Linked DNA regions of Mus musculus: regions 2, 3 and 4 are each linked to region 1. A link is a contact called in public HiChIP or PLAC-seq and promoter capture Hi-C data. All regions are on one chromosome and are shown on one strand. Each heading gives the region's core, a stretch centred on a gene start, on an enhancer-like site or on the middle of the called end of the contact. The rest is flanking DNA. Distances are from core to core; before and after follow the strand shown. Region 1 holds the start of Egfl7 (EGF-like domain 7). Region 2 holds the start of Tmem250-ps (transmembrane protein 250, pseudogene). Region 3 holds the start of Lhx3 (LIM homeobox protein 3). Region 4 has its middle 17 kb from the start of Surf6.

Region 1 (7,196 bases), core at 2,872-5,371:
TGATATTAAATAGTTTCTGAGCTCTAGCTGCTGGCCAAGCCCCTCTTCAAGCAAGATCCTTCCCACTTCTCACTCTGTCTATTCAGCCCTGCGCTGCAGTCCTAGGCCAGGAGCCTCTTTGCTGAACCTCATATTTGTTGAAGCAAAGCAGGAAGGCAGGGGGCTTTGAGATGAGTAATTGAGACTTAATGTGGGGGCAAGAAGACCATAGGGAAATACCTGGGCAGGGGTATATGTGGCAATCTGTCTGAGCTGAGTTAACCCCGAGGGGGGAGGGCACCTTCAGCGGGTAAGAATTACCCTGCCAAGCAAAAACCAAGTGATCCTGAGGAATAGTACCCAGAAAGATAAGTCAGCATGTGGCATGGGCGGGAGGGCGTCAGAAGTCTACCATCCTTGTGTGCCTGGCGCCTGGAGGGTTTCCCTCCAGATATCGTTGCCCCCACAAATCTTCCCAGAGATAAGCTGTCTAGAAAGGGGACTGTGTTTTAAAGCAAGAGAAACAATTTTTGAAAAGTCATGTTTTGCCCAAGGGCAGAAGAGGCCAAAGCAGCCCTGGGCTGGAAGTTCATTTCCTTTGGTGCTCAGCTACTGGGTGAGCCACGCATTAGGCTGTGATGTGGCCTGCAGGTTTACAAGTAATCTTGAACCATTAAGTATCACCATGGGCCCTAGCAGCCAGCCATCCTCCCTTCCCACCTACGACTCAACAGCCCCCTACCGGGAGGGAGTGTGCGGTGCTGTGGCGGCAGAGGGGGGATCTGGACACCATAGTGAGAGGGCCCTGGGTCCCTTTGCTACAGTAGTGTCTAGACATCAGCGCCCACAGATTGGTGTGGAGACCAGACAGGTTCGGTGATCAGATTCGGTGGGGGCGTCCTCTCCATGGCCCGGACCCTGCTCCCTCCCAGGCTCCATGGCGGTAGGGGAGAGTGTGGCAACCCCCACCCCTGACCCAGGACGACCGACCGGACTGAGCTACGCTATGGGGTGCTGTGACCAGGTGGGGGTCGTATAGCCAAGATGGGTAAGGGGAGAGGCGCTCCGGCCGCCGGCAGGGGTCGCCATTTCTCAGGACCGCTGGGCTCATTTTCCCGGCGGCTGCAGGACCTAGGCTGGGGCGTGGGGTCCAAGCGCGGCTCAGCCATGGCTCTCGCGCGCTCACCTCTCCGGTCCCTGCGATCGCCCGGAGTTGCCTGAGTGGCCGCCCCCGATCTCGGCACCCGACAGTCCGGGTCACCCCTGCCCCGCCCGGGCTGCCTCCATACCCTCGCCCCTGGTGCCCGGGCTATCTCCGCACTCACCGCGCGGTCCGGGGCGCGCACGCGCCGCCACCGCCGCTGCCGCCGCGCTGTGGGGGACCCGAGCCCCGCCCCGCCCCGCCCTCGGCCCCGCCCCACCTGATAGCTGCGTCGGAGCCCTACCCCAGCCCCACGGGCTCCCCGATGTGCTCGTCCCCATTTCGCGGATGGCAAAACTGAGTCTGTGCAGCGGCAGTTTCCCTAGTATTATAGCGAGTAAGTCAGACCTAGGTGATCTAGATGCAACCCAGCCTCTAAGTGCCGCCTTGCGAGCCTCCTTTGTACATCCTGACTGATCCCAGGCCTGCAGAGGGATCACGTGACTGATGGGGGGTTGTAGGATTAAACAAGTTCTAGGAGTCAGGAAGCCATGAATGGCTCCCACAAGGATTTAGCTAACTCTCGAGCCTCCTGACTGATGACTTGCTCCTGAATGGTATTAGAAGACTACAACAAGATGCCTGACGAAGCCGGGCATGGTGGCGCACGCCTTTAATCCTAGCACTCGGGAGGCAGAGGCAGGTGGATTTTTGAGTTTGAGGCCAGCCTGGTCTACAAAATGAGTTCCAGGACAGCCAGGGCTATACAGAGAAACCCTGTCTCGAAACACCCCACCCCCACCCCCCCAGTCAGACTGGTCCTCGAGCCATGCAAAAGGTGGGCATCATGACACACCCAGCCACAATACTAGACTGAGATCACTGGGCTGAGTACAGATGAGATCTAGGTGTGAGCGCAAGCCTCCTTGGCAGACATGGGCTCTCTGCTGACACCCTTGGCCACTTTCCCTGGCGTCATATGAGCTGACAACCCTCCACTTCTGGATTGGTCATCTTTTCTCTCTCCCAGTCTCCACTTCTGCTGCTTCTGTAATTGTCCCAGCTCTTTGGGTGCCTAAGCCTTGTTAATTTCTCCAACCCTAGCCGTGCCTTGGTTTACACGTTCCTGTGCATGCTCCCTGCAAGGCAGGACTCCTGGCTGCTGCCCAGAAGGTTTACTGGGGACTCACCTGTGGTCCGGCCGCTAGTCATCCCCTGGGTACTGGTGGTGGCTGTTCTTGTGGGCAGGTGGAACAGCCAGCGTCTTGCTGCTGCCGGGGGCTGCGGGTCAGATGTGGAACATGAACTGGGGCCTTGCTTTCCTCTCTCATGTCCAGACCCCCCCCCCATACCCCATCACGTCCCAGTTTGATTTGGCCTTCAGGATCTGCTTGCAGAAACAGCCCCTGACAACAGAAACTACAGGGTACCCTAACTAGTTATACTCTTGATTCCCCCACCTTCCCACCATCTGTCAAATGTGACCGCTGCCTGCATCTCTGAGTTCCGTAAAGATAGGTAGGAACCCTGCTGAATAGAACCAATGCCCCCTCCCCTCATGAAGCTGAGCACTGTGTAAAGAGCCTGTACACTAACAGGAGAGACCTCACAGCTCTGGGCTCTGGTCCACCTTGTTTATGCATAGACACTGAAGGGAAGGGTTCCTGAGCAATGGCTACCACCCTGCCCTAGAGAGCCTCCTGGCAATTGGACCTGTGGCCATTGTTGTAACTGGGGCTCCAGGGGCTCCTGGCAGGGCATCTATCACTTAAGAGCTGTGTCCAGCCGGGCATGGTGGTGCACACCTTTAATCCCAGCACTTGGGAGGCAGAGGCAGGCGAATTTCTGAGTTCGAGGCCAGCCTAGTCTACAGAGTGAGTTCCAGGACAACCAGGGCTATACAGAGAAACCCTGTCTCAAAAAAAAAAAAAAAAAAAAAAAAAAAAGAGCTGTGTCTGAGAACACCCTGCACAGCCGATTGCCCTTATCCCATTTTGGTTCCTGGAGCTGTGGTCACTTGAACCTTTGGCCAGCCATTCCCGTCTGTTGGGCAGATGGCAACTCAGGTAGCTTTTTACTGGTCCCCCTCTGCCGTTGCTTAGGCAGTCTAGAGAAGGTATACTTCCCAGAGATGCTACTGACATGGGGGTGGGGGTGGGGGGCTCAAGAAGCTCCCCTGTGGTTTGAGGCCAGAGAACAGGGAGAATAGGGAGAAGTGTCACAAAGACGAGATAGACCCCACTGCACCCCATGAAGTTGTCCCTAAGCATAAAGCCCACAAGAGACAGGCTCACCCTAGCTCCATGTTCTATGCCCCTCGATGTGCATGGCTCATCCAGGTTACAAATGTGACTTCAGGGGTCCCACTCTAGGGACTGGTTCCTGGCCGGCACCTCCATTCCTCAGAAATATTCACTCACTACTAATGAGGAGACCCCAGCTCTGTCTTAGCAGAATGGAGGCCATAGCCCTGACCAGAGGGTCCTGCTGGGCTGAGCTCTGATGTCTATGCAGGAGATCCTCCAAAGAGGAAAAGAATGGGGCCAGGAGGTGGGTTGGGTGTCAAGCCTCTCTCAGCTTCTCTTTCAGGGGTTGGTTATGTGCTGCTGGGCATCCAGGGGTGAGGTGTGGAGCCCAGGCTCAGCCACCCAGACCAAGGGCTGGGCCCCAGGCCCTAAGCTCTCCTCTGCTAGATAGGGATGGCTGACAGCGAGGACAGCACACCTCCAGCAGAGCAGCTCATGGATGCTGCAGCTGTCTGTTTGAGTTCTCAAGGCCCCACCACCCACTTTCTACATGCAGTACCATCCTGCATACCTGATGCTGCCCAGGCCTGGCTGAGGCCACCTCTGCTGCCTCCATGAGCCAACCATGCAATGCAACCTGCCCTTCCAGGGAATGTCTGCTGCCCAGGGTCCCTCCTGAAGTCTGCACGCCTGTCCTGTCGACCGAAGCCTTCCTCGTGGACTGCACAGCAGCCTGCCAGTGCACAGAGGCTCCTCCCGGGTGAAGAAGGGTGGCTTTTTATGCTCCATCCCGGGTAAATCAGGACTGGGATGGGCCCTTCCCGCCGGACTTCCTGTGTGTGTTCTCTGCTGATAACGGGGATCCGTCAGCGAACAAACAGGAGGCCAAGGGGCTGAGGAGGTCATTAAGGGAGGGGGGCTGACCAAACTGTGGAGGAGGGGGTTGTTGATTCCCTGGGACTCCAGGGTCTAGCCCTGAAGCAGTCAGAGACCCCACCTATGTTCAGGAGCAACCTAAGTGGTAACAGTATGAAACAAAGAACGTGACCAGGGCCTTCCCATTCCACAGAGACAGCGGGGGCCACAAGACATCCATGTGGGTGACAGAAGTAGCCTTCTGCTTCTTTGGGACACAGGAGCTTGGGCCTTCCCTAAATGTGTGTAACACAGGTACCTGAAAGCAAAGCCTGCCCCACTGGAGCTGCGTGCAACCAGGGTGGCATGCGGTTGGAAGGGAACTTGGGGTGGGCAAGACAGGCCCGATGGTCTGAGAATAGCTTATTCTGTGGGTACAAAGGCCCACGACTGGGGAAAACACCAGCTCAAACTCAGCTCAGACTCTCCTAGAACCCAGGCTGTTTCTTCCAGGGCATCAGCCCAGGCTGCCAGTGAGCCCCTGACTCTCGAGGTGTGCAGATGGGTCTGAAAGCCTGCAGGCTCAGTTGACTGGGATGCTCTGGGATGACTATCCCAAGACCTGGAAGCAAAGAGTACTCCTAACCTCTCCTCCCCTCCCTTACCCCCTAGCAGGCTGTGGGGAGGCGCTGTAACACCGTAGGGTCCAAGATCCCAACAGTGGAGGATTCAGGCCAGGCACTCAGACCCCATGGAAAGGGATGGGAGGGATAAAGTGCCAAGAATTGGGCCGCTGCCAAGAACATGCCCAGACCTCTGTAAGCGAAGGCACCTAGAGCAAAGCTTTCCACCGAGGCTGAGCTTGCAGTGTCAGCCTTACATTGACTCAGCCTGCCTGTTGATGCCTTGGGCACCTCCTTTCTGTGCCCTGCCTCTCTCCCACCTCACTCAGCTGGACAACTTGGGCTAGGACGGAGGTGGGGCAGCCTGGGAGCTTCCTGGTGAACTTCACCTCTTCGGCACCCTCCCTCCAACATGGCCTGGGATGGAGATTGCTCTAGTGCTCAGTCTGTGTGCTGTACTGGGAAGAGTGCTCCAGCCAATTAAGACACTGTACTTCTCTTCCAGAGCTCAGTTTCCCCGTATGTCCTGGGGGACAAGAGAGTTCCTGTTCAATAGAGCCATGATGGTTGAAGGGGTTCATGGCATTCAAATGTTGGTCTGACAGTCTAAAGATAGTTCTTAGGTTTTCTTATTCTAAATGCATACCTGATTTGGGGGGGGGGGGGCACCTCCTCTTTCAGTCATACAAACTAGCCACACCCTCAGCCCTCCATTGGCTTGTTCTGCTTTCAATCATACAAACTAGCCACACCCTCAGCCCTCCATTGGCTTGTTCTACTTGACCTCTGCTTCCGCCCAAGGGGCTTGTCCACAAGGGCCCGAGTATCCCACCACTGGTGGGAGTCAGGTAGGCCCTAGAGATAGCCCTGTATCATGTCACCTGGGCCTGCCCCTCTCTGTCCTAGCTGCTGTACTAAGCCATCATTTCCCTCATCCACAAAAGGATCGGCAAACATTGGGCTGGCTAGACCAAGAAAAGGGACACTGAGGCTCAGAGAGGGAAGGTACTTGGCCAGGTGAGCAGAGGTTAACTCGGGAACAGAGCCCTCTTTTCCTCGGGGAATTCAGATCAGTCTAGGAAACTAGTCATGAGGTCGGCTGTGCCAGCAATGGCTGAGGGTTGCAAAGTTGTGGTCTAACCTTCTGTGGTGCTCAGTGCATAGGGAAACTGCCTAACAGAGCCCCACAGGTCGGCCTATGGAGGCCCACAGCCAACATGGATAGTTTTGCTATTCAGTGGCCTGAGTGTATCCATTCACCATCTCCTGACTATTCTGCCTTCCCTGCCCCAACCCGGCCAGACTGAGATGTATCTAAGAAAAGAGATCCCTGGTTCAGAGCCTCAGAGTGCCACCTCAGTCCCAGAGACAGATAGAGAGGGCAGGCTGGAGTCTCACCTTGACACTGGGTACATCAGGGACAGAAGAAGGAGGGGGTCCCAAAGGGAGGAGGCACTGATTAGTAGTCCCTGGAGCTACAGAAGGAGCTGTGGTCTAGGGAGGTGCTCAGAGACTCTCTTCTCCACCCCTACTGCTTCAGGCCTCTCTTCACTGGTGGAACTTGCTCACTGTCATTGCACTTTAGAAGGAGCCAGTACCACTTCCGACTCGGGCAGCCATCACCATTGCCACTAGGATGCCCCATATACCCTTCATTTCCCACAGCTCCTACAGATTGGAGACCAGAGGGGCACGGCCCATTTCTGGGCCTAAAGCTCTGGACCAAGAGCCTCACACTGATTACACTGATTAAAGTGGCACTAAAGGCAGGAACCGCTGCAGTATGAAACGAAAGTTCTTTACCCTACACTGTGCCTCAGTTTCCCCGTATATCTCAACAACTTTCTAGCCTCCCTGTCAATGCTCTGAGGTTGATGGCTAAAGGAACACAGTGCCTTACCTTCCCACAGGGACAGGGACAGGGGATGGACAGAGCCTCCCTGGTCTCCCCGGACTCTCCTTGGACCCCTCACCACTGAACTTCTGGCCTCTGCAGCTCCAGGAGAGGGAAGACCCAGGTCCCGGCAGAGCCCTACATGGGCATCTCGAACAGTGCAAGGCCGACGGGCAGCAGGCCCAGGCATATGAGCCAGCTGCACCTCAGGAAGGAAAGACCAGCACACTGCACAGCAGAGAGATGGCCTTCCTGTTTGTCTCCCAGCTTGGTGGTTGGCCTAGGGACAGGATGGCTCTGTCAGCCAAGGCTGGGCCTAACTTCCCATCAAAGGATGCGCCTGGCTGAATGACCAGTCCTCACTGAGGGCTCTAAAGGAAGTGACTGGGCAAGGTGCTGCATGGACTGATAGGTAGTCCACCACTGAGCTAAACAGCAAAAAGGGGGTTTATAGAGAG
Region 2 (7,196 bases), core at 1,820-4,319, 440 kb after region 1:
GCTACCTGAATGCTGCTTCTGGAGCAGCAGGAAGAGAAGTGCCTTGCTGTGGGCCAGGCCATCTTCTGCCAGCTTTACTGGACCAACAAAGCTAGGTCCACAACTTTCTGTGAGGGCCTATGCACTGCTTCCTCACTTTACAGACAAGGGGACTGAGACCAGGGAGGCTGAGTCTTTAATCCTAGCTGGAAGCGGTGGCTGGGACACAGAGCAGGCAGCCTACTCAGCACCATTTCTTTTTGTTGTTGTTGTTGTTTTTGTTGTTTCAAGACAGTGTTTATGTAACTCTGGCTATCCTAGAACTCATCCTGTAGACCAGGCTAGCCTCGAACTCCAAGATCCACCTGCCCCTGCCTCCAGAGTGCTGAGATTAAAGGTGTGCACCACCACCTCCTGGCAAACATCTGTCATTTCTACCATGACGACAGCCCAAGAAGGGCACCCATCTTGGAATCCTGGGGTAAAGAAGTAATTGTGTCAGGGATACAAGAGACCAGGGGATTTTATCAAGAACTATCACTGTCTCAGGTTGAAATTCAGTCACCAAGGACCAGGAAGGACTAAGCCTCCAGCAAACAGTGGCTAGAGTGTGCAGAGTTGACAAGTGACACCTGCTACATACAGCATGGTGCAAGAGCTGGCATCTGAGGTGAAGATGATGTGGAAGGACCACATGCCACATAGCAAGTAAACTTAAGAAAAATCTCTCACCTTGTCAGTGAAAGGGAGGCTGAGCTGGTGTCCTTGAAGTGCTTTATATGGATTCAAATGGCCTGTTTCCTCACTCAGCACAGAGGAGAGAAGCTCAAAGTGAAGAAAACAGCCTTCCTTCCTTCCTTCCTTCCTTCCTTCCTTTCTTTCTTTCTTTCTTTCTTTCTTTCTTTCTTTCTTTCTTTCTTTCTTTGTGTGTAGCCCAGGCTGGCCTCGAACTCAGAAATCCGCCTGCCTCTGCCTCCCAAGTGCTGGAATTAAAGGCGTGCGCCACCACTGCCTGGCAGGAAAGCATCATTTCAAGTGAGGGTTGCACCCACTCTCAGGCAGTGCGGACAGCACGAAGGCCACTGGGTCCTGATGCTACCCGGCTCTGACTGTTCTGTAAAGATGGCACCAAGGCAGCCACAGACACAAATGAGATGGCCTCAGTCCCATGGGCCCCGTGCCTGGGTTTGGACTATACCTTCCTCTCATTTCTGTAGGTCTTTAAGAGTCTGGGGCCAGGTGTGGTGGTCCCAGCACTCGGGAGGCAGAGGCAGGCAGATTTCTGAGTTCAAGGCCAGCCTGGTCTACAAAGTGAGTTCCAGGACAGCCAAGGCTACACAGAGAAACCCTGTCTTGAAAAACCAAAATAAATAAATAAAATAAAATAAAATAAAAATTTAAAAAAAGTCTGGGACATGCCGTGCACAGTCCCAGCAGGTGGCGCCAGGCCACTGTCCAGTGCTTGCCCACTGAGAAGCCCAGAGCAGATAGCAGGGTGGAAGCTGACAGACAGACTTCAGGTAGACTTTCTATGGCGGGACTGTCCTATAGCAAACAGAACAACTGAGATTGGATCCTATCCTTGGGGATGACCCTGCTGTGGTCTGGATCATTCTGGAATCAGTTCGTGGGTGGTGGTACCCAACACTTCCAAGAACTAGCAGAAAGCAAGAGAGTAGAGGTCACAAGAAGCATCCTTTAGTGAGACGTTCAGGGTGCTTTCAGTCTCCGTCCAGTGGTCCAACATTAGAGGCCAAGAGCTGTCAGCAGCAGCTACCTGCCCAACCTCAGAGGGAGAGAGCCTCAAAGTCAGAGGTGTAGAGGACTCTGAGGGCTCTTACAGGAGCAACAGGGCTGAACAAGTGGAAAGGGACAGAGGGACAGAAAAAGTAGAGAAACTGGACATCTCTAGTAGGGACAGAACCAAGGGGGGAGCTAAAGGAGGGGACGATCAAGAAAACAGAAGATCATCACTCCAGGGTGACAGAAACTCAGGCCAGGGGAGGAAATGCTTCTTATTGTTTCGAGACAGGGTCACATAGTCCAGGGGCTCCAGTTGACTTAGACTTATTGTAAGCATTACTTCTGTGTGCATGGTGTGTGTGTGTGTGTGTGTGTGTGTGTGTGTGTGTGTAAGTCAGAGGGCAACAGGAGGGCATCAATTTTCACCTTTGTTATGTGGGTACCAAGGATTGTTAATTTGGTGGCAAGTGCCTTTACCCACAAGCCATCTCACTGACCCAAGATGTGTTTGACATACTCTCACCAAGAAGACCTGGCTGGCATAGAACTTACAGAGATCCGCCTGCCTCTGGAGTGCTGTGATTAAAAGAGAGTATAATGACATATGGCACATTCACTTATTTTTACATCTATTCATTCATTTGTGGGCTGTACTGGCAGGATGTGCACATGCCACTGCCTGTAGCTGCTCTTGGTCTTGCGTGGGCTGGGGCCTCCAAGTGTTCCCTGTGAAGTGCAAAGGTGCCTTGCAGCCAGCCCTAGGTTCCCCTTTCCTGCAAAGGGTCTGTTTCTCTTCCCTGGGAGCCTGCATTTGACGCCTGGGTAAGCAGGAGGGTCAATGTAGGATAACCCTGTAAGGCTACTTTCCGGTCCGTCATGGGATGATGGCCTGACCCAACCTTCTCTCCACATCCTAGCAACAAACGCACACATCAACTTTTAACTGAAACCTACCACACCTGCTTGCAGGAACCTGGCAAGGTCATTTAGACCGGTGACACACCAGCTTAACTCTTTCTTTTGGCGCTTCCAGGATCCTTGTGCTCTACAGCGAGTACCCCTAAAGCACGAGATCGCTTCATCTGCAACCGTCACTGCTCTCTGGGTGCCAGCGGCGCGCGTTGGGACACAGGAAAAACTCCACCGCACCACCAGAAAGGAGACAAGCTCACACCACAGCGAGAAAGCCCCTCCCACACTCGCGCACGCGCACTGACACGGAGAGGACCAGCCTCCTCGCCCTTAGTTCTCCCATCTGCGCCTGCGCGGGAGAGCTAAACTCACGCTCCGGCTGAGGCCGCGGGCCAATGACGTCACGGTCGGCTCACGGCGCGCGCACGCTAGTGCGCGTCCTCGGATAATGAGGAATTCCTGGATGCTCCGCGCGGGCCCGCGGTGGGCGCTGCGAGGCTTCACCGTGTCGTCGCGGGCGGAGGGGGCGTGAAGACCGTGCTACGGTGGCCGCCGAGGGACAACACTACGGCTCCCACGCTGGGACAAACGCCTCGGGCCCGGCCCGGGAGCGCCCTCCCCTCCGGGCCAGAGCCAGCCGGGGGCAACTGAAGGGCCGCGCGAAGCGACCCCGTCCTCGGCGGCATGTGCCCGCCTTGGCGTCGCACCCCCGGGGCACAAGCTCAGCCGCAGGCCCGGTCCCCAGCACCGTCGGCCCGCCGCATGGTTCCGGACACCGGCACCGCCACGGAGAGGGCACCGGGTGAGCCGCCGAGGACGGGCGGGGACCGGCCACGGACCTAAGGGCCGTCTCCACGGCAACGGCGCCCCGACACCGGAAGTGGCGCCCGCAGAAAACGCGGGCTGAGGGCCGGGGTCGCGCGTAGCCTATGGCTAGTGAGGGTCGTATCTCCACGCGCCGAGTTAGCGGGCCTTGGAGAGCTGGATGTCCTGCTCTAGGGTCCCGTGCTCAGAGACGCGTGCCCCGCGCCGGGCCGCGCCATGGCATGCACCTCCACCCGAGTACACCTGCTGCAGACCGCATCCCCCTCCTGTGCGGTGTCCAGTGACACGCCTGAATGAGGCCATTGCCCTGTCTAGCTGGGTAAAACATAGCTAAGCCTCCCCGGCTCGGGACAGGTTTCCTCCCACTGCGCCTCGGCCGCAGCTGCGCTGGCGGCCATTTGCTCAGGACCTACGGCGGTGACAGAAGCCGTTGGAGTGGAAGTCGCAAAAGCCTGTTGGCGATGTTGCCCTGTCCTGTTACCAACTTTTGGTCTCTAGTGTCCCATAGTTTGAAATTTAGTGTTTTTTTTCCCCCATATGCAAATTAACATAGGCTGCTGCGAATGACAATTGCTTGGTGAAACAAGGAACCACACGCCATTTCTCCTCTCTGTGTCCCAGTTTGGAGAACTCTGACACTATGTCCAGCCTAGATAAGCCAGTAATGCTTTTGTTGTGTACAGGCAGCCCCAGGGAAGAGGTCTTGGTGCCTCAATTTACGGAGCAAGATCAGTGGGAGGTGAGATGGTAACCTGCCAAAATAATGCCAAAGTTCAGGCCCAGCAAGTAACCTTAGGGGCTTGCTATGTGGACACCCCCTTCATCCCAGTCCTCTTGTGACTCTGCATGGAGTGTCCTTGAAGGGGACTGTTATAAGTCACTATGGAAGTAATGGGGAGTACTGGGCAACCAGTAGCCGGGTGTGTGGGTCTTCAAGAAACTAAAGAGTGAGCTTAGCTAGAGCACTACTGTCCCCGTTTTATCCCTGGCAGTCCTAGGGACCCTCTCCCGGCCGGCGGCTGCTGAGGGGCATAGTTACTGTTGCTTTCCTCTCCCAGCACTGGGAGGTAGAATGTTAACCATTGGCCTGCACAGGCTGAGGACTCATGAAAAGAGTCAAAAGTGCATCCTTGGGTTGCAACTGAGTTACTGACAGGGACACCCTTGAGCTCTCACCTGGCATTCTGTATTTCTCCCTGCAGGCCAGCACCTCCCCCAAGGCTCAGCTGAGGGCTCCTAGACGCTGATGACACCTATGCTGGCCATCCGGACACTGCACCGCCACTGCAAAACAGCACTGCCGCCCAGGCCCAATGCCGGTCATGCCCATCCCGCGGCGGGTGCGCTCCTTCCACGGCCCGCACACCACCTGCCTGCACGCAGCCTGCGGACCGCTGAGAACCTCTCACCTGGCTCGCACCAAGTACAACAACTTCGATGTTTATGTCAAGACCCGCTGGCTCTATGGCTTTATACGCTTCCTGCTCTACTTCAGCTGCAGCCTCTTCACAGCGGCCCTTTGGGGCGCGCTGGCCGCGCTCTTCTGCCTACAGTACCTGGGTGTCCGCGTACTGCTGCGCTTCCAGCTCAAGCTGTCAGTGCTGCTGCTGCTGCTGGGGCGCAGGCGCGTGGACTTCCGCCTCATGAACGAGCTGCTTATCTATGGCATCCATGTGACCATGCTGCTGGTTGGGGGGCTGGGCTGGTGCTTCATGGTCTTTGTGGACATGTGAGGGCCCACCCTCCATGGGGCTCCTGATTGTGCCATACCTAGCTTCTCTCTTGGAGGGTGGGGCTGGTAGGGGCTTTTTTTTTTTTTTTTTTTTTTTTTTTTTTGCCCCATCCTGGAGGTAAGGCCTGAAGCACACACTCCCATTGAGGGGAGAAAAGGGCTGAGACTACTCTGTAATGGGAACAGCACACAGTCTCGCTGTTGGCTTCTGCGCTGTCCTTGCTGTGCACGTTACCAGATGTGCTGTCCCCGTTAGCCTCTTGCCTTGGGTTGCCTGTGTGTTTTCAGGTTGTCCAGTGGGTGGCCTGTCTGTCTTTTTTCCACCTTGAGACCTTCTGTGTGACATTCTCACCAACATCAGGCCCACCCAGTGGGACACAAAGGGGTGCCTTTGGGCTGCACAGCCCCTTTATGTGCCCTCCTCCTGGCTGTCCTCAGGGACCCACCTGGCTATACAAGCAGACATACTACTGCCACTAACTGCGCCCACTTTGAGCCCATGGACCACTCTCTGCTGTTCACAAGTAGCCGTGTCAGTCTTGAACCCCAAGTCAGGCCTCAGAGTCACCTTGGTTTGCATAGGTGCAGTTTAGCAGAACAGCATATATGGCATTGGCTAGACCCTGGTACAAGGGAGCACAGGCCCCAAGGCTTGAACTCCAGAGCAGGGGGCTGGTCCACACCCTGGGCAGGTCTGTGTGTCAAGCCATGCTGGAACTCTGCAAACTGAAAGGGCCTAGAAAAACACTTGTGCTTAACCTGGGGAGTTTTTACAGTCTCTGAGGGATGGGGTCTCCAGCAGCCTCCCAGAGTCTTGGCCAGATCTGTAGAAAACGGGAATAAACCGACTGTCCCCCCTCAGTGGTTTTTACTAGTCCTGTGGGCAGCCTGGATGTGCTAGCTACACCTTCCCCACATGTTGTTAGGCCTGGTTTGTGAGATAGAAGATGGAGTACCTGACCACCTTTGGCCTCTATCAGGGGTGGGAATATGACTCTCACTGGTGACAAGGGCCTAGGTGGCAAATGAAGTGGTTTGAGCAGTAACTCTGGGTGCAGGACATTGAGCATATCCTGCTACCACATGCTTCACCCCCCATTGTCACCCCACATCCTGGGCATGGGAGTGGCCCCTTTAACCCTACCCTGCCAAGAAAACCAAACAGGGAAAACAAAGATGTAGGACTATTGACCTAGCTCTTTAACTTGTAGCCAGCTGTCGTCGTTGGTCTGGCAAGAGGGCTCATGGAGGAAGTCTGTCTGCCTCCCAGGATAGCAGATGAGGTGCCTTCCCAGTGGACCCTGCTGCTGCTCGCTTGCTGCAGAGAATTGTTTGCACTAAACCCCACTCTTCCCCCAAAGCAACATTGTTCTTTGTTAATTAGCTCATGTATCTCAGAGTGGCCTGAAGCCCCATTTTGCTGGGTGATGGTGGGTGTGTCAGGGCTGGTGGTGGGAGGGAATGATGGGACCTTGTCACTCAGTGCACACCCAGCTGCCTAGTGTCCTGAGTGCCTGTTAAATTCTTTATGAGAGGAATCACCTGCATTAAACCTATTTTTTTAATGTGCTGATGGAGTGATTGCTTACGTTTTTCCTGTGCTGGGGCCTCACACATGCTGGGCAAGTGTGACAAGGGGACAGCGCTGGCATCTCTGCAAAGCCGGAAATCTTGTCCTTTCCAAAGGACGTCATCTATAGTGTCATAGTTCTGAAAGCAGTCAATTTTAATGCTGAGTGTTGAAGTCTTAAAACCAGTGGTTCTACAGTCAGGTGGTCTGCCAAGGGCCTAGAATTGAGTTGGTCAATAAAGGTGAGGGCTTGGTTTCTGGTGCTCTCCAGGAAGGACAGGAACAGCTTGGAGGTGCCATGCACACTTGACTACACAATGTCCAATGCTGGGAGGGACAGGAAGCCGGGTTTCCTTTCTAGGTGTGTTTGTAGATTGTGTTACTGGGGGATTTCTTTTCTAATTCTATTTCACATGTATGGGTGTTTGGCCTGCA
Region 3 (7,196 bases), core at 2,763-5,262, 380 kb after region 1:
GAGATGAGCAGCCAAAGCACAGAGGCCTCTACAGACAGCACACACCCTGCCACAGATGTGGGCTGTGTTCCTGCATAAGCCAAAAGTGCTTTCATGGGGGCTCAGGGTGCTCTGAACTTGAACAAGGAAGTCTGATCATCTTGTGGGGTACAGGGCCTAGAGGCCACTAAGTTATGTTGTAGCTTCCCTGCGTCTTAAATACCCAGGTCAAGCTGTAGTGCAGTCTTGGTCTCTGTGGGGCAGTGCAGTCTCCAGGAAGCCTCTAAAGACCCTGTCATGTCTGTCATGTACACTACAGAAGACACTGGTGGTGGCATGGGATGCTACCCCTGTGTACTTGGTCTCCTGGCCTTGAGGGTAACTTAAAAACAACAACATCAACTTAAATACATTATTTGTAAAATCTCAATGGTAAACTTGTGCCTAAAGACTTTTAACAAATGGACTAAGTCTACATTTCTGGAAACATTCTTACTGAGACCCTCCATAGCTCAGGAGCTTCCTTTTATTTGGATAAAGCAAGCTAGTCTCTCTCTGTGTGTGTGTGTGTGTGTGTGTGTGTGTGTGTGTGTGTGTGTGTGTGTGTGTGGTGAGAGCGCATGTGCGCATGTGTGTGCATGTGTGTACATTCCATTTTGCATATTCTATCTTTTATATTTGCATCCTTCCCAATGACAGTTGGTCACATGGGTACCATTTAAGACCCTGTATTATCGATGTCCCTGCTGCCACTTAAGAAAATGGACAGCTGTCTCCTTGGGCTGTTATTAACCCTCCTTTCATCACATGGCAGGATCAGTTCTGAGAGCCAGACCTTGGCTGGGGCAGATGGCCAGACTCAGCCACGTGAACCTCCTGCCTCACTTCCCTGTGGAGGAAGTTTCTTCTTTGAAACCTGGAGTCCTGTGCTTAAAAACAAACAAGCCCAGATCATCGTTAGGTGTTTCCAAGGATGAACACTCCTGGTCTGTCAGCTTGAGAATTGGGCCTATTTAAGGACAGCTCCAGTGAAATGTCTGAGCCCGAAGGGTGGCCCTGGGGCTGCCATAGCACCCCACAGTGCCTGGCGTGGCTGATGTTTGCAGAAGCCCACTCTGGGCAGATCCTACTTTCAGCTGCTCTTGTACAGTCCCAGGTCATCCCTTCTGGGGGACAAGCTTGCCACGGACATCCCTGTTTGAACTGTTCATTCTGCAGTGAAAAGGCTTGCATCCCTCCAGGGACCCATCTTTGGGCCAAGTGTAAGGTCTGTTTTAAAGTCTGAAGTTTTATGAGAGGTATTAAGATTAATATCTAGAATAGTTCAGTAATTTAAATGTTTATTTATTTTTTAATGCAAAGATTTTGAGTAAAAAGCAATTGGCATGAAAATGTCAATGAAATTTCTTAAGGGGTACATTTTGTATTTAAGTAAACTCTAATGTGCACATTGTAAGAATAAAGAAATTTGACATTTAGTAAAGTTGTTTCAGTTTTTTGAAATGTGAGCAGCTTTATGTAAAGCTGGATTCAGGGAATTCTCCAAACCCTTTTCTCCCATCTAGTTTGCAGACACAACTCTGAAGTTCTAAGAATTTTTTGTATAAATAAACTAGAGGCATTCGGGAAGACAGCCTAAAGGTCAGGCAGATAGTGAAGAGAGAATGGACTATGCTGAGACCTGCATCCTCAGATTGTCTCTGAACCCACAGAGCCTGGGAGGACCAGCCAGTCAACTAGAAAGCTGTTGAGCCTCTCACCAAATTTCCCTCCCATCTGTGCCCAGCCTGGGGCAGATTGCCCTGCAGGCACCTGGGAACTTCTGCTCAGGACCCTTCAGCTCTTCAGTAGCTGGTGGGTTTGCATGCATGAGCCTTTTCTGGAAATAGGGGTTGGAGAAAAGGGACTAAAATCTGCCTTCAGAGTACTGGATGCAGGTGGTTGAGTTCGTAGTTGGAGGCTTCTGACCTGTGCCTGCAAGCAAAAGGCCTTTGGACCCAGAATCTATTCCACGGAGTGGGTGAGGAGTGCAGTCCCAGGCTAACAGCTCAGAGGCTCCCAAACCTGAGTACTATGAACGTGGCACCTCTAGCCAAGGCCCAGAGCCCACGACAGCAAGTTGGAGCCACTATGCTACTCTGTAACAGGTAAAGGAAGGTCCAGAGAAAAGGCTACCTCGAATTATAAACTAGTCAGACCCAGCCCTAGAGTGACGCCAGCCTGACTCCGCCTGCCCAGGCCTGGAAGGGGCCAAGGGCGGGGACAGAGGAGGGGCGGGGCAGGCTTGTGAAGGTCCCCAGCACGCTGGTGCCTCCTTCAGCACCGCGGACAGCGCCAGCCCAGCGAGTGGGCCAAGGCCTGAAAGAGGTCCAGCACTTCCAGGAACACCCCGCACGAACCACTGGATTAGTGACTGCCATGCTGCTAGAAGCAGAACTCGATTGCCACCGAGAGAGGCCCGGTGCCCCTGGAGCTTCTGCCCTCTGTACCTTCAGCAGGACTCCAGGTAAGAGCCATTGCAACCTACAAGTCTCCATGCCAGGCAGGAAAAAGAGAAGAGACAGAATGCAGAGGGGTGACCAGGAGGGAGTGACTGCGGAGAAAAAAAGTACAAGGTGACAGCAGGCAGGAGAACAGGAAAGCTACAGGGTCAACAGTGACCAGAAAGGCCTGGGGCTGGTCCTAGAGATTGAATGTCCCACAGCTTCCAGAACTGCTTTGGCTTGCAGCAAGAATCCCCAGGCCAAGTCTCCCGCTTGAACTCTGATTCCCCAAGGGCCATTTCACTGCCACGGACGTTGGGAAATAATGGAGGCATTGTTGGCGGCAAGCCAGATGCCCAACAGTGTGGAGCCGCCCCTTCCCTAGTCTAGCCATACATGGCCCCCGCCCCACTGCCCTCTGCAGCAGCTGACACTCAATGGCTCACATCTCAGCTCACCCAGCACCCATTTCACTCCAAGCTAGTGTTCCCTGACCTCGGAATAACAAGTACAGAGCAACATGAAGGGACGGCTGCAGGCACAGGGCTCTTTCCGAGGCAGCAGCTGTGCTGGGACCAAGTGGAGAATCTTGCGTTCTTTCATTCATCCTTCCCATTCTGGGGTCTGATCGGTCACAGTCCTAGGGATGGAGGCAGAACAGGACAAGAAGAGGAACCAGGAGGGTGGCAGCAACCTGCTGATTCTGCAAACACTTCTAGGGTGTCCCTAATTGTTACCAGGGCACTATACCCTGCTGGATTCTAGTTCCTACCAGGAACTGCATAGGTCTGGCGCTGTCTCCTGGCTGGGTAGTAGGAGCCCTCAGTGAGGGCTCATGCAAGGATAGGATGATGGGTTCTGGTGGGCTCACCTGTTCGAATGGGGATGAGATGTGGAAATCCAGGTGCAGGGATTGTTCTAAGGAATTGGGGTGGGGAAGTAAGGGTAGATCTCAGGGCTTCCGCAGCTCAACCCTTTTCTGGCCTAGAGTCTTGGTGTGTTCCCGCAGAGGACACCGGATCTGAGGTCCTAAGAATCGTTCCTTCTCGCTGTACTGGCTCCAGGAGGCACTTCTAGTGGTGGGGTCCAGAGTGTCAGAGTTGGGGGACCTTCAAATCGAGCTCCTCGTAGCTCTACTGTGGCTTCTTTGCCACCACGTTCCCTCGCGATGGCTATCAGGTTGCCCTTCTGCTGACCAGGTGTGGTCTCAATGCTGTCCAGCTCCGGTTCAGAGTCTAAACGTGAGCAAAGAGAACGCAGTTCCCTCCCTGCCGCTTCCCTCGGGACCTCAGCCTTCCGGGAGGCTTAGCGAACTTGCTTGGGGCAGGGGCGAGCATCTGTAGGAAGCCTTGAGTGGTTACTGCGCTGTCTCCGTCCTCGGGAAGTGCAAGCCAGACGGCTTCTAGGCACCTCGGTTCCGGCTGAAAGGTGCACAGTCTCCAGTGGCCTCCAGTGGCCCCGGGAGCGTCTCTGCGACCCCCGGCCCAGCCCCGCCCCGCGGCCCCGCCCCCCACCGCTCCGCCCTCCGCGGGCCCGAGGCTTGGCGCCCAGAGGCCTCCCGTGGGCACAGCGCCCAGCAGCGACACGAGTCGCTCCGACGCCAGCTCGGAGTCCCTGCAACGGTGGCCTCGCCAGACCCAGGGGAAGTTCAGGGTCGGAGGGCGGCAGCACCAGGCACCTGGCCCCATGGAAGCTCGCGGGGAGCTGGACCCGTCCCGGGAATCCGCGGGCGGAGACCTGCTGCTGGCGTTGTTGGCGCGAAGGGCTGACCTGCGCCGAGGTGGGTGCCCGACGGAGAGGCTGCACTGAACAGGCCCAGATGTCCTCGGCTTTTTCTGGCCCTTGTGCGGAGGCCAGCAGAAGCCAAGGTATCTGGACAAGGGTGTGTCTGAGGGGCTCTGACATGGCTAAGCAAAGGCATCTCAAACCTCCAAAGTGTGTGGCCCTCCTGGTGCTGTGTTGTCCTGGCTTTGGGAGCCCTTGGTGATCCAGGAACGGTTTAGGAGACCTTTTGCAGCTCTGAGCTGGCTGAGGCCCCTGAGCTGGAGGGAGCATGTGAAGATGTTTCAGGACTCAGGAATCAGGGAGCAGGAGTTTCTCCTTAGGAACTGCCTTCACTCAGTTCCTTTCCCCCCATTTTCAGCGAGATCAGGTCTGGGTCATGCTGAACTCATCTCCCCTGAGTCGAGTCTTAGTGTCTGCACCGGCAGTTTACCACTAGGCTGGTGGTCAAGACGCGATTACAGGGAAAAGTGGAACTTGTCCGGGCCCCCAGTTTCTTGATCGTACCAGTCTTTTTGCAGGGCTTTGGTTCTGGGGAATAAAAGCGCTCTCCGTTTTCAAGCTGAGAGTATAACAGGATAGGAAAAGAGGAAGTTAGGCTGGCAGAAGGTCTGTCGAAGCAAGTGGGAAAAGGATTCTATGCAGACTGGGGGTATCGGATATGGCCTACTTGCTTATTTATTTATTTATTTATTTATTTATTTATTTTCCAATGGTTTATGGGATGGGTTACCCGCAGGAGCTGGGAGGAAGAGATGGGAGGGGGGATGAGAAAGGGAGGGAGGAAAGCTTGGTAAGCTAGGCTCCAGAGAGAGTTCTGTGAGGCTTGCTAGAGCACTGTTGGCTCCCGAGGCTCCACTGGGCCCTCCAACTCTGTGTAGGAAACTGTACTGAGACTGGAGTTCACCATGCCACGTAAGCAAGAGGAGATCGAGGGTGGCTTCACTGGGAGGCTTGACGGTGGCGACGGCTTTTGTAGGAAGCGGGTGTCCCCGTGTCCCTGCTGTGGGCTTCTTGGCCGAGGCGCTGTCCGTGCCTGGGTGCTGAATTTGCAGTGTTTGGCCTGTCTAGCCACCTCACTCTCTTCTGGGTATCCTTGTGGCCTTACGACGGCTCTGGTGGTGCTCTGGTACAGCTACAGTCGATCTCCACGTCCACACTTGGAGATGTGGTTTTGCTCAGGGTGGGACAGCATCCATCGCAGGCTTGTGCCCAGTGCTGGAGGGAGGTGGGGCAGTCCTTTTCTAATTCCTCCCACCAGTGGAGGCCAGCCTGAAGCTAGTTGTTTGCAGCTAGAGATGTAAAGACACTTGTGTGGGTATGAAGTGAGTGGGCCCTGGGTGCTGCACATGCATCTCCTTTTTCTAGTAACCTTTCCTAAATGGCGGGGATCTCCTTATCCCATGAACCAGTCTTATCCCACCAGCCCCTAAGACGAGATTACACCTTTAGATTTTTCCCACCCAGTTTCCCTGAGGCCTGCAGTCTTTGGGGGATGAGAACTCAGATGCTAGAAGAATTGGTGGTGTAGAGAGTTGAAGTCATCTACCGTGCACTGCAGTTCACACCTTAACAGCAGATCTCTCACATATACATACATACATACATACATACATACATACATACATACATACATATGAAAGCATATGTGTGTGTTCAAAAAACCATAGCCAATGAACTCATAAATACCTGCTGCCATTCAAGTGAGGACAGCATCCACCTATTCATACCTCAGGCAGGGGCCAGCGCTGGACAGCCTCACTTTGCTGGAACTCTGCAAAGGCGATGAAGTTCCATGTGTGGTCTTTTGCCCTTGCTGATAAGGACATGTCTTTCTTTCTTTCTTTCTTTCTTTCTTCTTTTTTCCCCCGGCTTTCCAGATCACCCCAAGAGTGGGGTTTTCGTTTGAGATGGACATGACCTGTCTGGCACTGGCACTTTGTAGAGCTTACAGGACAGCCCAGTCACTTTCCTGCTGTGGACACCTTTCTATACCTATTTCACTTTCCCTTGGCTGCAGTGCGACTGAGGGATGCTGCAGGATACAGTACCTGAGCACTACTCTCACTGGGGAGCCCGGTGGCCCCAAATGCCTACAGGAGACAGTGGCAGAAAAGCCGATCCTTGCACACCCCTAAGGCCTGCAGGCTGACCAAGCTGATGAAAAGGCCATCGCTCATTGTTTGTGGTCCCATGACCTGGCTTATTCTTGTATCCACAGAGATCCCGATGTGTGCAGGCTGTGACCAGCACATCTTGGACCGTTTCATCCTTAAGGCTCTGGACCGACATTGGCACAGCAAGTGTCTCAAGTGCAGTGACTGCCACGTCCCTCTGGCTGAGCGCTGCTTCAGCCGCGGGGAGAGCGTCTACTGCAAAGACGACTTCTTTAAGTAAGCTGGCTGGGCTGCCGAATTGCTTTCACAGTTGGGGAAGAGTAGAAGAGGGCAGGGTTGGCAGAAAACAGGCTGCGGGTGAGCGCCATACCTAGGTCCCTACCCAAATAGGGCACCCTGAAGTCTGGCCAAGCTCAGGTTTGGGTTTCCCGTGACATCTTTAAAAATATTTTTTTATTTTATGTGTATATATGTGAGTGGCTACATATTCATACTGTGCACCGCATACATTCCCGGTGTCCTCAGAAGATTGAAAGGGCATCGGATTCCCCGCAACTGGAATTACAAATGACTGTGAGTGCTAGGAATGGAGCTCAGACCCTCTGGAAGAGCAGTCAGTGTTCTTAACCACCCAGCCCAGCCGAATCTGCAGCCCCAACATTATTACTTTTTACAGTAGTTTGTTTTATAATCCATAAAAGCAGTTGTTAGGTTAAAACAAAATTAACCCAAATTTGTAGAATTGTATGAGACTTACTCTCCCTCTTAAAATGTGTTTTTGTTCCTTAAATGTCTGGGATGTGGGAAGCTCAGGTTCTTGGAGCTGAGGGAACTG
Region 4 (7,196 bases), core at 2,343-4,842, 300 kb before region 1:
CTGTGTGCCTTGAGTCACTTCAGTGGAGACTGCAATATGGAGAACCCAGAGGAGGCCTGAGTGAGATCCCAATGACATCTTCTGTGATTCTGCCTGGTTACTGGATTTTCTTCATCTTGTTACCACAAGAGGCATAAACTCCTCTTCCTTGTATAAGACTGTTTTTCTATCAAAGGTAGTTAACAAAGGCCCATATTGACTTAACTGCCCCAAGCCCCTTCTCACCACTTAGACTTGTGAGATTATGAAGTCATTCCTTCACCAATGGGAAGAGACACAGTCACCTGTACTCAGGATAAGAGACAAAGGCTGTCTTAGTTATTGCTGTGGCAAAACAGTATGTTCAAGGCAATTTACAGAGGAATGTCAGAAAGTTCATGACCATTATGTATACCATAGCAGCAGGCAGGCAGGCAGGCATGGTGCTGGGGCAGTATTGAGAACTCACATTTGACCTACAAGAAGGTGGCAGAGAAAGAGACAGACTGAGAATGACATGGGCCTTTGAAACCTCAGTCCACTCCCAAAGACACACCTCCTCCAACAAGGACACACCTCCTAATCCTCCCCAGATAGTTCCTCAATCCTGGAAACAAAGTATCCCACCTTATGAGAATGTGGGGGCCATTCTTCTTCAAACCACCTCAGAGGCCATTTTGACCATGCATGCTTGCTGGCTGGGTTTGGGTTCCATCACTGACTTTTAACAAAAGAAATTGCTTTGCTGAGTCACTTTAACATTGTTTGTGCTCCTTTATTAATACTTCAAACTCATCCTTTCTGCAAACTTGAGTTGAGGCCACAGACCCCCCCCCCCCCCCCCGTTCCTTTACAGTTACAAATTTGGTGATGCCAAGAGTCCTGAAGGCGCTGTTTGACAAAGTTCCGGTGCTTGGACAATCTGGACTGACCTTTCGCTGCACACCCTTTGCTGCACTTAGGCTTTTTACTGTTAAAGGCCTCTCTCCAAAAGCTAGAGCTGGGATAATAAAAAGCTAGTGTAAACATGAATGAAATTAATGAAAGTTCCCTGGAAAAAACAGTTATGCAGAAAATTGAGTCTTTCCTAAGAACTTATCATTTAAATAAATATTCAGATTACTAATGAGTGTTGTTAGTGGGCATGAGGAAGAGGATTTGAGAGGAGTTATTAGATAAGAAAAACTTACGGAAATTTTAGAAACTGAAAAGCTGTAATTGAATGGCTAGGTTTTTAATGTTCAACTTTAGAAACAAGGAACTTGTATGTTCAGGAAGAGATTTTGATATTGCAAGTGGATGACAAGCCTTGGTGCCTTCAGAAAGGTACCAGTAAGCAGTTTTAGGAACCCTGGTGTACTTCTGTTCCCTACAGAATTGTAATAAAGATAGGAATCATATTGAGACAAGGCTTCAATTCAAGACAGAGACCCAGAGACCCAGCGGAAGGCATCCTGGCTCAGTGAGCTGCCTGCCTTCTTGAACAGATTTGTCAGACCACAACTTTGCTGATAGACTGCCCTTGCTTAAGCAAAGAGGCTGGACAATGTTTTAAGAATGCAAGATGGATGGTGGTCTTATGCTAAATATCAAAGAAATAGGAGGGAAAGGAAGAGTTTTTTGGTTTTTTGTTTGTTTGTTTTTGGAGACGGGGTTTCTCTGTGTAGCCCTGGGTGTCCTGGAACTCACTCTGTAGACCAGGCTGGCCTCGAACTCAGAAATCTGCCTGCCTCTGCTTCCCGAGTGCTGGAATTAAAGGCGTGCGCCACCACTGCCCAGCTTAGGAAGAGTTAAAGAAGGGTTACAGGTTGAACTTCTATGGAAAGTTAAGTTTGATATAGTAGGGAGTAGTAACTTTTGATCTATTAACCATATGCTGAACTGAAACAAAATGCTAGTCATCCTGTCTAGCATTTCTGTGACTGCAAGGCTTGTGACACGAATCCCACGGAAGAAGACACTGAGTTTAAAGAAAATTGACTTTTTTATAATGTTAATTTTTAGTTCTTATAAAATTGCTGTTTGCTTGCTTTGTTCTTCTTTCAATTTTCTTATGTAATCATAGAAGACTTTAGAAGATGTATTTTAAAAGCAGTGTGGTCTCATGAAGCGATGGACGTCCCGTGTCTGATCCTTTCTTCCCTTTGCCAGTATCACATCCATCCTTCTCCAGACCCCGCCCTCAGCTGAGACTGGTCCCAGTGCTGATTCCCTCTGTTACACACTTCTGCACCATGTTGCAGTCTCCCACTGCTTTCTGCACTGTCAATTGTGGGCCTCAGACCATTTGCTGTAGCTCCACTTGACTGTGCTCATGTGCTATATCTGTGCTATCCTAACTCTCAAACCTTTTTCTTTTTTGATTTTTCCACACCTGGTTTCTCTGTTTATCCCTGGCCAGCCTGGAACTCTCTCTGAAGGTCAGGCCGGCCTCAAACTAACAGCGCTCTCTAGGCCTAAATTTTTTGCAACCTACTTTTTTTTTTTTTTCTGAGACAGGGTTTTTCTGTGTAGCCCTGACTGTCCTGGATCTCACATTGTAGACCAGGCTGGCCTCGAACTCAGAAATTCACCTGCCTCTGTCTCCCAAGTGCTAGGATTAAAGGTGTGCTCCACCTCTGCCCTGGGCAACCTACTTTTAATAAAGATTTAATCTCTCCTCTTGCCCACTACCCAGCTGAGGTAGTGGAAGAGAAAAGTTATTAGGATATGTGGAAAGTGGACCTCTTAGCTCTTGAGAGCCGACCTGCGGCTCACATGGACTGGGGTTACTCCTGGGAGGCAAACTGGGGCTGAAAAGACATAAACTAGACGGTCGAGAGAAAAATGGAAGCCAAGACAAGGTTCCTGATCAAAGCTCAAATGTTTAATAGCTAACTGTGCTTATAAAGGGGGCGGGGGGGGGGGGGAGGCCCATCCCACTGCTAATCCATTCTTGGTGCCTGGAACCAGCTGCTGGATAGGGTGTAGTCTCTGGAATATCTCAGGGGCCTCTCAGCAGGTAGCAGTGTCTTGGAGAGAGCAGTGGCAGTGGCTGAATAATAGAGCAATCTAGGCAGGAAGGCTCCACCCCAGGTGGTCTAATTTTCAGTGGCAGCAAGGTCAAAGTCTGGATCAGCCTGCTTCGAGGCTGGGGGAGGCTACAATTTCCCCCCTGTTTATAATATTAAAAATAGCTGGACTGAGGCATAAAATGTATTTATGCTCTATATTCCTGCTTTGGAGTTATGGTGGCTGGCGGCCGTGCCTGACTTAGGAAATCTTAGATCTTCCCAAACCATTCAATTCCGTCATAGATGGTACGTGCAGCTTTTTTGTGTTTATTTTACCCAAAGCATGGCTCTGTGGTGTATTATTAACAACCACGGCCTCTTGGCATGCATCTCTGTCTTAGATTGATATGATTCCGAGATCTGGGTGCCCGTCTTTGACTGTCCAGCCCTTATTTTTCCTGCACACCTTATTCCCAATTCAGACCAAAGCCACAATATGTACTTAAAATGCTTCTTCATATAGATTAATAACTGCCACCTGCGCTGTTGGAGGCGAGGCTGCACAACCTGCTACAGTCAGGCTGAAGTGTTGACTAACCTGCTTGAAAAACAATAGGAGACAGTGAAAAGCAACAGTACAAAAGCTTCTTTGGGGAAGTCCAGGTACTCCATTCAATTGCAAATTAGCAATGACCAAGCTTAGACTTTGAGCTCCTGGTGTGGGGGAGGTGGCTTTGAGAATCACAGAAAGGCTGTAACTTTTCTGGGAGAGGAGGCTGTGCTCCAAATTAACTTTTCAGTTAAAGAGGATTTTTAGCCATAATCAAGGTCAGAGTCATAATTACTGGAAGATTCAGGATCTGTGTCCAGTTGATGAACTAATATTTCAGGCAGCCATCGTGCTCCGTCTTCTTTTTGTGAAAAAACACAGACTGAGCCCCTTCCCCATATTAGGACCAGGTCTGGACCATTCCATTCATTAGTTAATGGGTCCCACCACTTTACCATGGCTTAAGAACTAGAAGTAAATGGATGCCAGTGGCGATCAGCTGCAGACTGACCTTTAACATCAGTTTGCAAAAAATTTTGAACAAATAAAGCAAAAGCAAGATGTGCCTTTGGTGACCTTGGTGGATATAACTGCCCCTGTTTTGTTTTAAAAGCCAATTTTTTAAAGTGCGAAGAACATGTTCAACTATTCCTTGTCCAATGGGGTTATAAGGAATTCCAGTTTTATGTTTGATACCAAATTTCTTACAAAATGAAGTAAAAATTTTGCTAGAATAGGATGGCCCATTATCTGTCTTAATAAGTTTAGGCAATCCCATATCATTAAAGGCTTGTGGGCAATAATCAATTACATTTTTAGAGGCCTCTCCAGTATGTAGAGAAGCAAAAAGAAATCCTGAACAAGTGTCAATACAAACATGTATATATTTTAATTTTCCAAATTCTGCATAATGAGTTACATCCATTTGCCAAATAGGATTAGACATAAGACCTCGTGGATTTACTCCTAAATGTGGCACTGGAGATAATGTAATACATTTAGGACATTGTTTTACAATCATTCTTGCCTGTTCTTTAGTGATCTTATGTCGGAGCCTTAAGGTATGGCTAGAGAGATGACATTTTTCATGATCACGTTTGGCCAAAGCAACAGTATCTGAAATTAAGGCCTCTCCTATTAGAGCTCTGTCGATTCAATCATTGCCTTCAGCTAAAGGTCCAGGAAGACCAGAATGAGATTGTATGTGGCCAATATAGAATGGATGTTTTCAGGCAAGAATGATGTTTTGCAATTGTGAAAACAGGGATCCTGCTGGCATATTAAGGTTAAACGTACCACAAGTCTCCAATAAGGGTACCGATTGTGCAACATATAAACTATCAGTAAAAATATTAAAAACCTCATTTACAGACTGAAAGACATTCAATACTGCTGTTAATTCTGCTAATTGAGCCGAGAGGCCAGGACTCTTTATGATTACCTGTTGATTATTAAGATATCCAGCTTGCCCTTTAGAGGAGCCATCAGTAAACACCAGAAGAACATTGTGTAAGGGTTGTAAAGAGGTCATATTAGGAAATATCACCACATGTACTTTTAAAATTTTTACCAACCTATCTTGAGGGTAGTGGTTGTTTATAGTTCCTTTAAACCCTATTTGAGCAAGCAACCAATCTGTACTGTGCTGTTTCAGCCAAGTATCTTGACCTACGCTGTAAGGCTGAACAATGATATTTGGCTCTTTGTCAAAATAAGTTAGTGCCTGCTTCCTTCCAAGGCTAATCATCCGAGCTACTGCTTCATAGTATGGCAAGATGTTACGTTTAGGAGAAATCCTCAAATGTATCCACATTAGAGGAGACTTTTGCCATAACAATCCTGAAGGCATATGAATAGTATTAAAAATTAACAGATGTAAAGGCAAAGAGTAATCTATATAAGTGACAATTTGTTCTTCAATAGCTTTTTCCACTAGTTGTAAGGCCAGCAATCCTTCTGAGGTTAAATATCGGGGGAGGGGGGCAGTAGGATCAGAACTCCCTTTAAGAATATCAAATAAAGGTTTCAGTTCCCCTGTAGTAAGCTTTAAATACAGGCGAATCCAATTAATATCACCTAACAATTTTTGAAAATCATTCAAAGTTCTTAAGTTGGCCAGGTGTGGTGGCGCACGCCTTTAATCCCAGCACTCGGGAGGCAGAGGCAGGCGGATTTCTGAGTTCAAGGCCAGCCTGGTCTACAAAGTGAGTTCCAGGACAGCCAGGGCTACACAGAGAAACCCTGTCTCAAAACAAAACAAAACAAAACAAAACAAAACAAAAACCAGAAAAAAAAAAAACCCAAAAAGTCCTTAAGTTGTCTCTGCGAATAACTATCTTCTGGGGGAAAACATCTTGATTTGTAAATCTAAAACCCAAATAATTATAAGGATCCTGAGTTTGTATCTTTTCAGGAGCTATCTGTAATCCTTTATCAGCTAAAGCTTTTTGTAAATCTCTATAACACAAAAGCAAATCCTGGGGGTCTTTTCCAGGCAACCCAGGACAAATTCTTAACTGTCCAAAAACAGTTTTCTTAAAGGAACAGCATTTTTTCTTATGAGTTGTATATGCATAAACAATTGCAAATTTGAGAATTTATAGTATCTGAGGGATGAACAATTTTAAGCAATTGTAAGCTCTGAGATATATGTTGATAAATATACAAATTAAAGCTTAATTATTCAACATTTTAAAACACCATCTACAGCACACAATGTAATTATCTGTGCTGAAGCAGGAGGAAACTCAAAAGAATAAGCGTGTGATCCAATTCACATATAGTTTTCTCCCATAGAAGGGCTGTTTTTAAACACAGAAATTGGGATGCATGTATGAATTTATAGAAGGTACAAAAGCATTCATAAAAACAATTTTTAACTTATCTTTAGGATAATGATTATCAATTTTATTTAAAATGATGGTATGCAATAGGCCAAATATCAATATTCTGTAATAACCAAATTAATTGCTGTTTGGAACAAGGAACAGACACTTAGGTTTTTAAGACACAATTTTTGATATAGGTTTTCTAAAATATATGAATTTATCTTACAATTCTTTATTAGCACCACAGCAGCCTTAATAGGATGTTAAAACTGTGCTTTGAGATGAACAACACCTCGGCCTCACTGGCCTTTGGCCCGCCTCCCAGACCATAGAGGCTGAAGCCCGAGCAAGGGCGGCATAGCAGGAAAAATACGGCCACCCCCGGAGGAGACAGGCAGATGCTCATGGGGGCAATGGCGCGCCCGACCAGTGCTTCAAGCCCTCCCCTGAGTTCACTACAAAGGTGCCCGCTTTCTGGCAGCCTCCTGCGCCACCACCACTCATGGAAAGCAGCGTACCCCATGGCCCCACCCCGCAGTAGCCAGCAGCCTGCCAGCTCCACGTAGGCCAACAGTCGGCCGGGAGGAGAAGAAAGATGACTTTACGATAATGTTTTCTCTTGCCAAAGAATTGCTGTGGGCACATTTAATAATCACAACTAAAATAGGCAGCTAATATTTAATTACCATTAATTATAATTGATAACAATTATAAAAGCTTTCTTTATTTTCTGCAAAGCCTTTTGTTCTTTGCCAGTTAATTTGTGTCTCACTTAATAGCACCTAACAAAGGCTTAAGTTCTCCTGTGGTGAGTTTAAGGTGAGATCTTAGCCAATTAACACCTCC

The links. Promoter capture Hi-C pulls out the DNA fragments that hold promoters and counts their contacts. HiChIP or PLAC-seq counts read pairs in DNA pulled down with a chosen protein or histone mark.
Region 2: an H3K27ac HiChIP or PLAC-seq map of embryonic stem cells shows a contact between it and region 1, with 2.7 times the contacts expected there. The contact joins the promoter of Tmem250-ps here to the promoter of Egfl7 in region 1. A contact is called at or near these places in 2 of 39 promoter capture datasets (embryonic stem cells and pre-B cells), 2 of 484 Hi-C or Micro-C datasets (the N1E-115 cell line and Th1 cells), 5 of 115 datasets of contacts at active chromatin or transcription factors (embryonic limb bud, embryonic stem cells, fetal liver and 1 more) and 3 of 9 other capture datasets (adipose tissue, liver and macrophages).
Region 3: a promoter capture Hi-C map of embryonic stem cells shows a contact between it and region 1, with 4 times the contacts expected there. The contact joins the promoter of Lhx3 here to the promoter of Egfl7 in region 1. A contact is called at or near these places in 13 of 39 promoter capture datasets (the 3T3-L1 cell line, 3T3-L1-derived adipocytes, the HPC-7 cell line and 5 more), 3 of 115 datasets of contacts at active chromatin or transcription factors (all in embryonic stem cells) and 4 of 9 other capture datasets (embryonic stem cells, liver, macrophages and 1 more).
Region 4: an H3K27ac HiChIP or PLAC-seq map of embryonic stem cells shows a contact between it and region 1, with 5 read pairs. The contact joins the enhancer-like site here to the promoter of Egfl7 in region 1. A contact is called at or near these places in 2 of 39 promoter capture datasets (embryonic stem cells and hippocampal neurons), 7 of 484 Hi-C or Micro-C datasets (CD4 T cells, CD8 T cells, ECoMG myeloid progenitors and 3 more), 1 of 115 datasets of contacts at active chromatin or transcription factors (embryonic stem cells) and 4 of 9 other capture datasets (adipose tissue, embryonic stem cells, liver and 1 more).

What each region holds. Positions count from the first base shown.
Region 1 is chr2:26,580,790-26,587,985 of GRCm38.p6, reverse strand. Egfl7 (EGF-like domain 7) reads right to left here and starts at 4,121. Exons shown (of 10, transcript NM_198724.3): 1 at 3,938-4,121; 2 at 2,311-2,401.
Region 2 is chr2:26,136,379-26,143,574 of GRCm38.p6, reverse strand. Tmem250-ps (transmembrane protein 250, pseudogene) reads left to right here and starts at 3,069. Exons shown (of 2, transcript NM_001256521.1): 1 at 3,069-3,436; 2 at 4,662-6,767. The coding sequence starts at 4,773. The coding sequence ends at 5,192.
Region 3 is chr2:26,203,391-26,210,586 of GRCm38.p6, reverse strand. It overlaps Lhx3 (LIM homeobox protein 3), which reads left to right and starts at 4,012. Exons shown (of 6, transcript NM_001039653.2): 1 at 4,012-4,242; 2 at 6,466-6,637. The coding sequence starts at 4,149. Qsox2 (quiescin Q6 sulfhydryl oxidase 2) reads left to right here. Exons shown (of 12, transcript NM_001302956.1): 12 at 1-1,463.
Region 4 is chr2:26,882,162-26,889,357 of GRCm38.p6, reverse strand. No RefSeq gene overlaps it. Among named protein-coding and RNA genes, the nearest start is that of Surf6, 17 kb to the left of the region's middle. Within about 2 kb of position 3,592, at least 3 of the 459 cell types and tissues checked have an H3K27ac peak or open chromatin away from gene starts, as enhancers often do. A contact at or near this core is called in embryonic stem cells, where this site is marked.